2 separate regions of the Danio rerio genome follow, and region 1 is linked to region 2. Evidence: chromatin contacts called from public HiCAR-type data. All regions are on one chromosome and are shown on one strand. Each heading gives the region's core, a stretch centred on a gene start, on an enhancer-like site or on the middle of the called end of the contact. The rest is flanking DNA. Distances are from core to core; before and after follow the strand shown. Region 1 overlaps tspoap1 (TSPO associated protein 1). Region 2 has its middle 16 kb from the start of supt4h1.

Region 1 (7,325 bases), core at 3,369-5,868, 130 kb before region 2:
AGTGTAAGATTACAAATGAAACGCGTGGTTAGGTACGTTTTAAACTATTATGCAGTAAATTAAAATGGTGTTTATTATTTGCAAAGACCTTTGGGTTATATTACTTGAATTAGTGCCAAAGCAAATAAAAAATTTATACACACACACACACACACACACACACCTAGAAACACACAAACTCTTATTCAAACATACACACTCACATTTTCCCAACTCAGACATATACACTCACAAACATGCAACGTGCACACACACTCAAAGACACAAACTCTGAAACTCACACACACTCAGACACATGCAACATGCACACAAAATATTTTTAAAAGTTGGAGACGGTAATATTACAGGGCTCGAAATTAACTTTTTTACTTGGTAGCACCGGTGCTCCCAACTTCAAATATTGAGGAGCACCAAAAAATTTTTAGTAGCACCAGAAAAAATTTAGGAGCACCCACCAAAAATGAATGAGCACCGCTGCAAATTGTTTTTAAGGGATTTATTGTATTTTAAAACAGCATCAATAGGACTGACAAAAACCAGAAACAACTATAACTAATGCTGCGAAGACATTGATATTTGTGTGCAATAATTCTAAAATGAATGTCTAATAATTATAGAATATTAATGATGATGAAAATGACAAAAATAGTAACAATGAATTCCATTTCTCATTATGATGCTGCCTTGAATGTGCATGAATGTAGGTTATCTGCTATAAAAAGTCTGTTACTTTATGAAAAATAATTGTATAGTTTGCATCAAACAAAAATGAAGCATTGCAGTAAGAAATATTGATTTTGTACTGCTGTTTTTATATGCATGTCAATTTAATACATAATATTTCTGCTACAAAACAAACAAAAGATTATAATAAATCATTCAATTCAATGCTGAAAGCTGCAAAGCAGTCATCAGTAAATAAATAAAAAAATATTATACACCTCAAACAAGAATAGACAAGAGAAAGTAAGTAAAGTCTCACTTCTATCACTCTTTAAAAGTTTTGGTTTCAGTTTGTGTCAATTTAAAGGTTCAGTCTGGGATGGTCTTCATGTTTCTGTGTTAGTGGAAAGCTGGCGAGTCAGCCGACCCAATTTATGAGCAGGCAGAGCAGGATTCTTGCGCTAACCATCGGCGCAATACCGGTCTTTGTTATGAGCCGCAGTTTCAGTGTAAACTTAGTAAAGGCGAGCTTCTTTGGCGATTATATGTACAGTATTAGATTTGACTTTTAGCGGACATTTGCGCTGAACACGCTGTGAATGCAACGCATGAGATTCGGGCGCCTTCTCCAAGAAGCGCGTACTCGATTGATCTCAGCTGGTGGATCATTATTCACCACGTGACGTGTCATGATCGCTCTCATCTGCGCCTCAACTTTAGGTGGGGTTTGCAAACTTGTGTGCTTTAAGTTTTTACTCTTCAGCCGTTTGCATTTCCCGTGGTCATAAAAGCTCCTTTCCTGTCATCTGACAGCGGGATACCTTGAGTGATTGACAGCTAATATGAACCAATATAGCGGCAGGGAAGAGCGATTCAGCACGTTTTTACAAAAAATCAAAACAGGTCGCACTACAACCATCATCTGCAGTCGCACTAATGCGCCCATATATATTATGAGGTCGCATAGATTAATTTTCGGGCGCATATGCGACCAAAATGGTCGCAATTTCGAGCCCTGTATTAATAGCACGACAAAGCAATATTGGAGGTTTATACTCGCGCGCGCACACTCTCTTTCAAACTCACACACACTGAGACACGCCTAGAGACACACGCAAACTCATATCCAAACATAAACCCACATAGTACACACATGCAACACACACATTCAACTTTTTCTAAAGCAGGCCCGAAGCCCCATATGTATGCTAGCTACAGTATGACGTGAAAATTGGCTTGATGCTCGGCCCTAGAGGCATCAAAAAGATGGGCTCAAATGCAGGGCTCTACCGGGAATACATATATTATAGGTGGACATAGATAAGTTATTTAGTCTAATCATTAATCTGTGTATAATTATAATAATAGATTATTCATCTAGATTAATCTCACTGTAATCTTGGAATGAATCTAGATTGAAATAGCTCATGTGAGGCAGTCAGATTACTTGTGCTAAGTCTCAAGAACGGGTTTCTCAAGCCAGGTGGCGCATTAGACCAGGGGCTCATCTCCTGTTTCCAAAATGCATCACAAACTGCTTGAGAAACTGTTCTGCTGTGATAATTGGTGATGAAAATCGCCAAATGCAGGAGTTTTTTTCTTTCCATTTGGCGTGCGTTATTAAATTCCACAACACTGTCATCAGTCCTTACTCATTATTTGCGTCTAATTGGCATGAATGAAATGTTCATGGGTGAAAGGGAATAGGGGCAACTGTTCATTTTGGGTCTGTATTGTTGGAGTGTAGGGTTTGAGCACATTCAGCAGTGATGCGGCTCTACAGGTCCTGGTCTGCAGCAGTGATAATCTCAGCTAATATCTGCTGTATGGAGTGTGTGTGTGTGTGTGTGTGTGTGTGTCAAACGCATGATCTCTCCTCTCTTTGTTTCTGTCTTTTGTTTGTGTTTTGGTTGGCTGCTAATCAGAGCACACTGGACTGCATGCAGGTATCAGAAACACACACGCAAACAGCCCTCTTAGCACCCATTTGGTGTGTGTGTGTTTGTTTATCTGTCTTCGTGTGTTCGGTTTGTTGGTCGGTTGGTTTGTCCATCTGTGTGTGTGTGTGTGTGTTTGTTTGTGTTTATGCTTGTGTTAGTTTGTTTATAAGTATGTGTGTGCGCAAATGTGTGTGTTCCTGCGTATGTGTGTGTGTGTGTTTGTTTGTGTTTATGCTTGTGTTAGTTTGTTTATAAGTCTTTGTGTGTGTGCATATGTGTGTGTTCTCGCTTATGTGTGTGTGTACTCTGTCTGTTAATGTATGTGTGTTTTTTATCTGTGTGTGTGTGCATGTGCCTGTGTGTGTGTGTTTGTTTGTTTGTACTCTGTCTGTTTATGTGTGTGTGTTTTTTTATCTGTTTGTGTGTGTGTGCTCTGTCTGTTTATGTGTGTGTGTGTGTTTTTTATCTGTTTGTCTGTGTGTGTGTGTGTGTGTGTGTGTGTGTGTGTGTGTGTGTGTGCGTGTGTGTGTGTGTGTGCGTGTGTGTGTGTGTGTGTGTGTGTTTTATCTGTTTGTGTGTGTGTGTGTGTGTGTTTGTTTTATCTGTTTGTGTGTGTGTGTGTGTGTGTGTGTGTGTGTGTGTGTGTGTGTGTGTGTGTGTGTGTGTGCGCGTGTGTGTGTGTTTTATCTGTTTGTGTGTGTGTGTGTTTTATCTGTTTGTGTGTGTTTGTGTGTGTGTGTGTGTGTGTGTGTGTGTGTGTGTGTGTGTGTGCGTGCTCTTTCTGTTTATGTGTGTGTGTTTTTATCTGTTTGTCTGTGTGTGTGTGTGTGTGTTTTTTATCTGTTTGTAAGTGTATGTGTGTGTGTGTGTGTGCGTGCGTGCTCTGTCTGTTTATGTGTGTGTGTTTTTTATCTGTTTATGTGTGTGTGTGTTTTATCTGTTTGTGTGTGTGTGTGTGCGTGTGCGTGTGTTTGCGTGCGTGCGTGTGTGTGTGTGTGTGTGTGTGCGCGCTCTTTCTGTTTATGTGTGTGTGTTTTTTATCTGTGTGTGTGTGTGTGTGTTTGTTTGTCTTTATGCTTTTGTTAGTTTGTTTATAAGTCTTTGTGTGTGCGCATATGTGTGTGTTTTCGCGTATGTGTGTGTGTGTGTGTGTGTGTGTGTGTTTGTATGTGTGTTTGTCTTTATGCTTGTGTTAGTTTGCTTATAAGTCTTTGTGTGTGCGCATATGTGTGTGTTCTCGCGTATGTGTGTGTGTGTGTGTTTGTCTTTAAACTTGTATTAGTTTGTTTATAAGTCTTTGTGTGTGCGCATATGTGTGTGTTCTCGCGTATGTGTGTGTGTGTGTGTGTGTGTGTGTGTGTGTGTGTGTGTGTGTGTGTGTGTGTGTGTGTGTGTGTGTTTGTTTGTTTGTCTTTATGCTTGTGTTAGTTTGTTTATAAGTCTTTGTGTGTGCGCATATGTGTGTGTTCTCGCGTATGTGTGTGTGTGTGTGTGTGTGTGTTTGTCTTTAAACTTGTGTTAGTTTGTTTATAAGTCTTTGTGTGTGCGCATATGTGTGTGTGTTGTCGCGTATGTGTGTGTGTGTGTGTGTGTTTGTATGTGTGTTTGTCTTTATGCTTGTGTTAGTTTGTTTATAAGTCTTTGTGTGTGCGCATATGTGTGTGTTCTTGTGTATGTGTGTGTGCACATGTGTGTGTGGTTTTGAGTGCGTCTTAAAGGTTATTCAGGCCACTGTAGACTGCAGGTTTTCACAGCCGCTCTCATACACTCCTCAAACACTGTTCAGTTATTTCTCTCACAGTTTCAGCTCACAGACAACTTTTAGAAATGACCTGCAGCGCTGCAAATAAACATTCATCATCAATCCTTTACAGGAAAATACACTTTAATCTTTCTACTTCCCAAAGTTTGATTCATACTACACTATATACTATCATGCTGTACTCTTATTAGACACTTTGGGATTTCCTTGTGATAGCTGTTAATCCCATTGCAGTGTGTTTAATTGGCTTTTTAGTGAGTTAAAAGTGTTTTAAAGTTAACCGGGAAGCGTATTTGGCTGTTATACACACTTGAGAGGTGAGAGTTTTACAGGAAGCTCTTTATTTTTAGAGTTTCTGTGTGTGTTTTGCGCTCTCAGTGTGCCAGGAAACTGAACCGCAGAGAGCCGGAAGTGAAACTAGCTCGTCGTATTCTCACACACTCAATGCTTTTACTACACGCTTGCGTTTACACTCAGCAGATCCACTTTAACCCTTTTCCTTTACCATGTTTTCTCGCTGCTTTCATTTATCAAGCTTTACTGTCTTGCTAGATGCTGTTTAACTATTACTCTGAGTAGATATTGTCAATAGTTATCTGTTAATTGTGTATGATTTGAATTGTTATAATGCAAATATTGATTAAAACTGATCATCTGAATGTTTTAAAATAATTCACACTCATGGTTAGTGGACAACAACTATAAGAATTCTGCTAGTAACTTCAGCAAATCGTTTATTTTCTCTTCAGTTCATTTATTTTGTTGAAGACAGATGTTTAAATAAGGGGTGTGTTTCCCAAACAACGACGTAACTCGTGGCTGAACAATCATAGTATGATGCATCGTTTGGGAAATGAACAATGTAGTGAAAAGTGTTTCCCAAAACCCGTAGTTTCTCTGTCACAGATCATCGGTTGAGCCACATTAATTATAACGTAAAAGACCCATAATGATGCTCTAAATAGGACAGAGCAACGACTTCTTTAGAGAAAGAAAAAAATATCACTTATTGTGCTCATGATATTGTTTTACACGCACACATTTAAAAAAAAAATCCAATATTAGATTTCATATTAATTGAAATATATACACACATATAGGACCTATTTGTGTTTCCTTTACAAATACTATTGACAATATTTCACATAAAACCACTCAGCTACACGTATTCTAATCTCATATATAAATCATGTAAATCGTTAATGGTTGAATGCCTAAGTCACAATAGGCTTGTTTATTAAGACATTTAAAAAGTTCTACTTAATATCGTTATTATTATTATTATTTTTATTATTATTATTATTATTATTATTAGTAGTAGTAGTAGTAGTATTGGTATTATCATTATTATTTTTATTATTGGTATTATTATTATTGGTATTATTGTTGGTATTATTAATATTATTATTATCATTGGTATTTTTTTCTTATTGGTATTATTATTATTATTATTATTAGTATTGGTGTTATTATTATTATTATTATTATTATTGGTATAATTATTATTATAATTATTATTATTATTGGTGTTATTATTATTATTATTATTATTATTATTAATTATTATTATTATTATTATTGGCATTATTATTATTATTATTATTATTATTGGTGTTATTATTATTATTATTATTAATTTTTATTATTATTATTATTATTATTATAATTGGTATTGTTGGTATTATTATTATTATTATTATTATTATTATTATTATTATTATTATTAATATTGGTGTTGTTGTTGTTGTTGTTGTTGTTGTATTATTATTATCATTATTATTATTATTATTTGTATTGTTATTATTATTTGTATTATTATTATTATTATTATTTATATTTGTAATATTATTATTATTTGTATTATTATTATTATTAGTATTATTATTATTATTGATATTATTATTATTGGTATTATTATTATTATTATTATTATTATTATTATTATTATTATTATTATTATTATTATTATTGATATTATTATTATTGGTATTATTATTGGTATTATTATTATTGGTGTTGTTGTTGTTGTTGTTGTTGTTTTGTATTATTATTATTATCATTATTATTATTATTTGTATTATTGTTATTATTATTATTATTATTATTATTATTATTATTATTATTGGTATTATTATTATTGGTGTTGTTGTTGTTGTTGTTGTTGTTTTGTATTATTATTATCATTATTATTATTTGTATTATTGTTATTATTATTATTTGTATTATTATTATTATTATTATTATTATTATTTGTATTATTATTATTATTATTTGTATTATTATTATGAATATTGTTATTTGTATTATTATTATTTAAGTAGGATATTGTTTATTTATTTAATTTTTTTTTTTTTAAATCTACTTTTAAAATTAACACATTCAAACCACTACAGAAACGTTCTAACCAACAGGCCCATGTCATATACAGTACAGATACATTTCTTAATAAATAACAAATAACTGTTACAATCTTTTTAGATCTGGGGATGTGACCGCAACAGAAAATAAATGATTGGTGATGCAAGGGCATAGGTTTGAACTATTTTAAGCTCAATATTATTAGCCCCTTTAAGCTATATATATTTTTAATAGTCTACAGAACAAACTATCGTTATACAATAACTTGCCTAATTACCCTAACCTGCCTAGTTACCCTAATTAACCTAGTTAAGCCTTTAAATGTCACTTTAAGCTGTATAGAAGTGTCTTGAAGAATATCTAGTCAAATATTATTCACTGTCATCATGACAAAGATAAAATAAATCAGTTATTAGAGATGAGTTATTAAAACTATTATGATTAGAAATGTGCTCTCCATTAAACAAAAATTAGGGAAAAAAATAAACAGGAGGGCAAATAATTTAGGAGTACTGTATATTTATGAATATGTGTGTTTGTGTGTGTGTTTGTAGGCAAAAGTGCGCGAGCTGGAGGACAAATGCCGCAGTCAGAGTCAGCAG
Region 2 (7,779 bases), core at 3,142-5,641:
TCTTTCAGGTAGCACTTTACGATAAGGTTCAATTAGCTAATGTTAATTCATTGACACATTTTCTTTTCAAATGTGCAATTTTTGCATTTCTATTCTCCTTTTAAAAACTTGTATGACACAAATAAACATTAAACACACATTTGTGAATAGAAACATTTGTTTAACACAAAACTCACTTATTTTCTGAATGCTTCACTTCTGGGGTCTGTTCTTCGTACGTGGATTACTCAGTTAGCTGGATTTGGATATTGACGATTTGACATGATCCAGGATCGCTTCATTCTTCAAAGCTGATCCGAGAGTTGTTATTATAGCAAGAGTTCTGGTAGCTCAAACCTGGTCGGGAGCAGGTTCAATTCATATCAACAGGACTAGATTGGGTCAGTTCAAACTAATATAAAACTGAAAGTATGTACCGAATTCTGATATTTTCTTACAGTACTTGTTATACACTTGGGAAAATAGTAAATGTTTTTAAACTTTATATATAAAATTATAGTTATTAATAAAATAAATAAAGTTATACATATTTACAAAACGTATGCAATCTGCACCCCCGAAATGAAAGTACAAAGATTGCCACCTGGTGGTGCAAAGAGAAACTTATTGATTTTGACTTTTTATATCGCTTTAGTACAATTTGTGTATGATAATAGAAATGCACAATATGTGACTTTTTAAAAAAAGAAATAATACAATAATGCAGTCATAAACATGTTTTGTTAGTTAATATGACAGTGATTTGATGCTTCATAAGTTGCAGACGCCTTTACCAATATCAAAATGCTTTTGTAAACATCCAGTTAATATTTACACTGATTAAAAATCCGGCTACCATAATACTACTATGATAAGGAAAATCCGCTCTAACGGTAAAACTAAATAAATTGCTTTTGACACATGAAAGGGTCAAGCATGCAGCCCACAACAAGGTGTAAAGTTATTGCGTGTCATATTTAACAAACCGTTTACTGCTAATTTGATGTAATTGTGCTCACATGGATAATTGAATATTAATCAGATGATGTCATTACGCTGCTGTGCCGTCAGCCAATCGTTGCATTGCTGATCAAGATTTCGAGGATCGATAGATCAGTCCTTCACAACACACGCAGCGATCTCAGATCAGTTCATCCAGACATTTTAATATGATTCACGAACTTGTTTGAAGAACCAAATTAGCCAGAGATCAGTTATCAAGATTAACAGATCCAGGATCTGCCAAATCATCTAAGATCATTTAAGCGAGGCACGAAGAGTGAAGCCCTGCTCTGCCAAACTGACCACTTTATCTGATCCACCTGCACTCTGCTTATTTGTCTCTTAACAAATAAGAGACAAATATTTGTTTTTGTATTTCCAGTTTGTGATATTTGATAACCTGTATGTTTGTGTATCTTTTATCTGCTTGTACTATCTCTTTTTGTCGCATTCTTAAGCTCTGGAAAGGTGCTATATAAATAAAAATTATCATTATTATGATTATAAAAATCATTAATTCATTCATTTTCCTTCGGCTTAGTCCCTTTATTCATCAGGGGTCACCACAGTGGAATGAACCGGCAACTATTCCAGCATATGTTTTACACAGAGGATACCGTCCCAGCTGCAACCCAGTATTGGGAAACATCCATACAAACTCATTCGCACACACACTTATACAGTACAACCAATTTAGTTCATCAATACCCAGTGGTGGTTCTAGTTTTAATGGCACCCTGGGAGAACCATCTAATACACTCCCTCCCCCATCCCCTGAGAAATAAAGATGCTGTGTTTGACTCTATATATTTTAAATATTTAAATATATATATTACAGATATGCTGACTGAATACAAACAGATCTTTAGGATCCAGTGTTAACAGACCTCTGTACGATGTACGATCAATAATGAGAAAAATCCTATATTGTACGATAGTTTCAGAATTTTATGGCATTTAAAAGTAACTTCATTGTAATCTTCGGGCTTCTTTACTTATTGATCTAGCTGCATCTTTTCTGTGCTCTCTGTGAGGAGTAGGTGGAGTTAGGCACGTTTTCTATCTCATCTTACGATGCCTCATCTCAGCCAATCAACGTGGAGAATGGCTCTCTCACGAGTTAACGCTCCTGCTGCGCGTGCCCGTGGTTAGGTCAGTAGTTTTCAGTTTGAGGTCGATCTTTTAAGCAATAATGTTAAAACAATTCGTGCTGTAAAGGAAGGTGAGAAGGACGGGAGTTTTCCCTTGATGTTCTCGTTTTCCCCCAATCAAATGCGTCTTGAGAACGTGTTTTTTAGTTATGCCTAGTTCAGACTGCGTGATTTTAGCCCCGATTTTGGCTCGCCGACAGATTTTGAGAAATCGCCGACAAATGCCTGAAATCACAGGCAAATCGCTGCTCGTGCACGTGAGTGACAATCACACAGTATGAACGATCAAAGAAGCGATCTGAGAGAAACGCCGATGAGTCGCCGATGTCTGCAAGATATTAGGCATACTAAATATCTGAATCTGTCGGCGATTCAAATCATGCCGTGTGAATTGAGCTTTGACTGAAAATAACATCAGCGATCGCCTACAGCCAATGAGAGAGCAGCATTCACTTGTGTGTGTGTGTGTTTGTACCTGCTGCAGGCCAGCGGGAGGCTGGGGGAGAAGTTAAAAGCGCTCATTTTCAGTTTATTTGGACCCACGAAATGGAGGGAAAACTAGTGGAGGTTTGACAGGACTCAGGAGCAACCGTGTCTGTTTGACGTTTCATACAGAAAGAAATTAGTTTTTTATCAACGTTGAGGAGAAATGGCTAATTCCCTTCAAACCCAGGTGAGCAAAAATGTACATGTTCTACCCCATTAAAGGCTTCTTTCTCATTGTGTAGTTAATAACAAAAGATAGGCTATACTACGTGTTTTTGGCTGTAAGACGTAGTTTGGACAAAGTTGTCGGCGATTCTCCCTATAGTAAAGTCATGCAATGTGAATGTCCCTGTCGCCGAACCATCTTGCAGTGTAAACAAAGCAGCGATGAAACGCTAGCACAGATAGTCAAGCAGTGTGAAAACATCTGTGACACGACTAGTTGGAAAATCATGCAGTCTGAACTCGGCATTAGTCTCATCAAAACAAAGCATGCACACCTCAGAGTGTGCACTGCTTTCAAGCCAACCAGCACTATTTTGCAGTCTATTACGGCATCCAATTTGAACGGTGAAATAAATCCTTCAACATCTGGCAACATGCAACATTCAATGACAGCAACTCGGAGGTGGAGTTTGAACCTTCCCACTAAGGTACCTAGTTTTTGCACGTTGTGTCAAAACGCTGTGTCTAGATAATAGCTGTATACTCTCAGTTTGACTCGTGTACGATAATTTTCCTCCAAATACGATAATTTTGAGATTCTGGTACGATGCTTTGACATTTCCAATCTGGCAACACTGTTAGGATCAAATAAACTAGAAGTTCCAAGAGTTCAGTCAAAGCAGGGTGAATCGGCCTTCAGCTACTAACAGCGCCCCCTGCTGCTGGAATCAGCTTCCAGAAATGATCAGATGTGCTCCAACATTAGGCACATTCAAATCAAGACTGAACACACATCTGTTTAGCCGTGCCTTTACTGAATGAGCACTGTGCTACGGCCCACAGATCGCACTATTGTGTCTTTCTTTTCTTTTTCATTCTTTTATAACCTGTTTAAACACATTTTAATCTGCTTTTAATCACTTTTATAATGTTTTTACTTTCTTGTCTTTTTTATTCTTGTTTATGTAAAGCAGTTTGAATTACCATTGTGTATGAAATGTGCTATATAAACTTGCCTTGCCTAGTTGGGTAGGATTAGGAATACAGAATAGAATCATACTTTATAACAGGAGTCACCAAACTTGTTCCTGGAGGGACGGTGTCCTGCAAGTTTTAGCTCCAACCTTAATCTTACATGCCTGAACAAGCTAATCAAGCTCTTACTAGGTATACTTGAATCACCCAGGCAGGTGTGTTGAGGCAAGTTGAAGCTAAACCCCTCAGGGACACCGGCCCTCCAGGAACGGGATTGGTGACCCCTGCTTTATAACTACCGATGAACAGTTCATTTCTTAATAATCGGCAGGTAATAAGCCAGTAGTTAATAGCATGAATTGTGACCGCAGTAGTTTTCAGACAAGTATGACTGTGTTTTTCCACAGCGTCCAAAGCAGCACTAGTAGTAGTTGTTTTTTTCTGCAGGGTAGAGAACTGAAGGCTTGAGTGAAAGAACAGAAATGACTGTGAAACTCCTCCTGACGCCCTCAGATTTGCTTTCACGTGTGGAGGAGAAAGTTGCTTGTGAAACGTGACAGTGGTGAGCATGCAAATGCAAAAAAATCTTTAAGGTTAGACGGTGTTTATGATGTGATGCACAATCATTACGACAGATGAGTGTCTATGGTGTTACGCTGGAGGATGTTGGTTTGTTGCAGTTTTTTTGCCTGTAGAGTCTGCATGGCTCGGGTTTTGGTTCCTCTGGTTTAAATGTTTGGTTTTAATGCGCGTTTATTTGCTTTTGAAAACAAACAAGGGGCTTCAACGAGGACAGGGGGTTTCAGACTGCATGGCAATGGAAATGTTCAACAAGGTAACTCAAACCATTTGAGGAAACCGATTGTAGCAAACCATTTAAGTTCAAAAATTAATTCTAGTGAGTACAATGAACTTAATCCATTTGAGTAAACGATGCAATTTAAGCACAGTAAAACCCAGTAAATGAAGAGAACTCAAACCAACTGAGTACTGTAAAACCCAATAAATGAAGAGAACTCAAACCAACTGAGTACTGTAAAACCCAATAAGTTAAGGAAACTCAAAATGTTTGAGGAAACTGATTGCAACAAACCATTTGAGTTAACGAACTAATCCTAATGAGTACTGTGAACTTACTCCATTTAAGTAAATTAAGTAATTTGAACAGAGTAAAACCCAATAAATGAAGAGAACTCAAACCAACTGAGTACTGTAAAACCTAAAAAGTTAAGGCAACTCAAACCATTTGAGGAAACCGATTGGTAAACCATTTGAGTTATAAACAAATCTACATAAACTTACTCCATTTAAGTTGAAATAATGAGGTATTTAAAGAACTCATTACCTTCAACACTGAGATCAAAACTCTTTTCAAATGAGTAGATCTAACTTTCAGTCAGTTGTGGTCAACTACATGTACACTCACATTTTTAGATTTAAATTTTTGTAAATGAAAAGACTGCACGTCAAGTCCACATTTATTAAAATATATATCATTCAATAAATATCCTAATAAAGCATAAAATAAACAAAAAAAATACAAATACAATTCTCAATATACATATTTTATTCCAAATTTGATCATGATAAATTCTTAATAATTAAAAAAGTGACACAAACAAATGTTCTTTATAATTCCGTCATTGAATCACAGTTATTTATAAAACACTGTAAAAAAGGATTAGTAAACCAAAAGCGAGTAAACCAAATGCCTTAAAAGCTTACTTACTTTTTAAAATAAAAGTAAACTAATCACTTTTTTTCCAATACACAATATATATTATTATATTATATTATATTATATTATATTATATTATATTATATTATATTATATTATATTCGTTTTTCCCCAGCTTTTTAGTATTTAGCAAAATGATATAAATCTGCTCTTCCAGACTCCAGCGTGTCTTCTAAATTCAATACAGGCTATAATTGTAGATTTTATAAACTTAATAAAGCACCAAATATGTGATATTGTGATAATTACAGTAATTATTTGAAAACAGACGTGCTAAAATAGTCTTGACACTGTAAATAGGGATTAGTTGACTTTAAAAAAGTGAGTACAATTAGCATCATTATAAAAATGAAGTCAACTTAACAGTACCAAGTTATAATGGGTTTCCTTACATTATTTTTGTAAAGTCAACTTGTTACTTTTAAGGCAATTGGTTTACTTGCTTTAAGTAACTAATCACGTTTTTATGGTGTTAAACTATGTGCATAATTATAAAAATTAACTGAATAATAGTTCTAAATTAGAACAGAAATACTAAAGTATAATCAACTTGCCACTTTTAAGGCAATGGGTTGACTCACTTTAAGTAATTAGGCTGGCTTGTGTAACTATTGTTATCCTATTTTTCTTCTGAGACAAAAAAATTAAACTCTATCTCCTCCTAGAGCTTTCGAGCTCTGACCACCAAACTCACACCAGACCTCCAAACTGGTCCGACTCGGGTTGCTATATCTTTTCCGACTGATCCAACTTTCGATTTTCCGAAAAACGTCCCGGGACCGTCGGAATAATCCCATTGACTTAATATTGGACCAAACTTTGTGACCTCATAACCTTGCGTCTGACTGTCACACAGACTTCTAACTGGGCTCATTTAACTCAGACTACCTAACTGCCAATAACTGATGAGCTTTTAACTTTCTGACCACGCCCTAGCAACCGCTTTTTGGACCCTAGAAACTGTCCCATAGACTTCCACTGCAAAAGACTGTGATTGACTTTACATTGGGTCAAACTTTGTGAGCTCATAACTTTACATCAGACTGTCGCACAGACTTCTAACTGGGCTCATTTAACTCAGACTACCATTGACTGATGAGCTTTTAAACTTTCTAGCCACACCCTAACAAACAGATACTGGACCCTCACAACGATCCCATAGACTGCCATTATAGAGGCCCAGATTGATAACGTCATGTTGCAGTGTGATAGAGACATGGGGGTTGTTTTTAACTGTTCATACTGGCAAGAAGCTTTGATACATCATCAGTCTAAGATGTCAATCAACTCCATAGCAACAAAACAGACTAACCTAGCAACTATAATAACAGCAGCTATATCTCAGCATCAGAGCATTGTAGAGAAGCGGGGGTTGGCTTGTTTGACTCATGCTAGCACATTTATCTATCTATCTATCTATCTATCTATCTATCTATCTATCTATCTATCTATCTATCTATCTATCTATCTATCTATCTATCTGTCTGTCTGTCTGTCTGTCTGTCTGTCTGTCTGTCTGTCTGTCTGTCTGTCTGTCTGTCCGTCCGTCCGTCCGTCCGTCCGTCCGTCCGTCCGTCCGTCCGTCCGTCCGTCCACGTACCTACCTACCTACCTACCTACCTACCTATCTATCTATCTATCTATCTATCTATCTATCTATCTATCTATCTATCTATCTATCTATTCATACTTTTAAAAACTGTTTAAGCTAAATAAACTATTACTAACTAAAATTTTTCCTCAAACTTTAAGAATCTGGTTGCTTTTTACAGTGCATAATAATTACTTATAATATTCTTGCCTTAAATGCTGTACTTGAATTTAAAAGTTCCATCTAAATCACTTTTAAAAAGCAGATTAAATAATCAATAATTTTAAAGTGACTACAACAGAAAATAAAAGTGTAATTAAATTAATAAACATGTATCATAATTAGAAATAACGCATTAATACAACTTAATAGAAGCAAAATATTATTTGTATAGCAATTGTCTTTTTTAATCAATATATTTAACATAGTGCAGTAATAATGTTTGCATAATAATGAAATAAACAGTTTTATGAGTAGAAGCAATGCACTAGTTTAACTCAGAAGCTAAATAGTATTTATTAATTTAAAAAATCAACTTAATTAGAATCAGAAAGAGCTTTATCGCCAGGTATGTTCACACATACAAGGAATTTGTTTTGGTGACAGAGCTTCTACAGTGCAACATAAATACAGAGACAGGACAATAAACAGATAATAAATTTAATAATATATTTTAATAATTCAAGTAAGGA

Evidence for each region. HiCAR-type assays count read pairs that join an accessible place to other places.
Region 1: a contact with region 2 is called in a HiCAR-type map of caudal fin, with 6 times the contacts expected there. The contact joins two enhancer-like sites. A contact is called at or near these places in 1 of 18 Hi-C or Micro-C datasets (caudal fin) and 1 of 4 datasets of contacts at active chromatin or transcription factors (caudal fin).

Annotation. Positions count from the first base shown.
Region 1 is chr5:3,802,289-3,809,613 of GRCz12tu, reverse strand. It overlaps tspoap1 (TSPO associated protein 1), which reads left to right. Exons shown (of 30, transcript XM_073951852.1): 14 at 7,278-7,325. Among named protein-coding and RNA genes, the nearest start is that of mir142a, 92 kb to the right of the region's middle. Within about 2 kb of position 4,618, at least 18 of the 62 cell types and tissues checked have an H3K27ac peak or open chromatin away from gene starts, as enhancers often do. A contact at or near this core is called in caudal fin, where this site is marked.
Region 2 is chr5:3,672,418-3,680,196 of GRCz12tu, reverse strand. No RefSeq gene overlaps it. Among named protein-coding and RNA genes, the nearest start is that of supt4h1, 16 kb to the right of the region's middle. Within about 2 kb of position 4,391, at least 7 of the 62 cell types and tissues checked have an H3K27ac peak or open chromatin away from gene starts, as enhancers often do. A contact at or near this core is called in caudal fin, where this site is marked.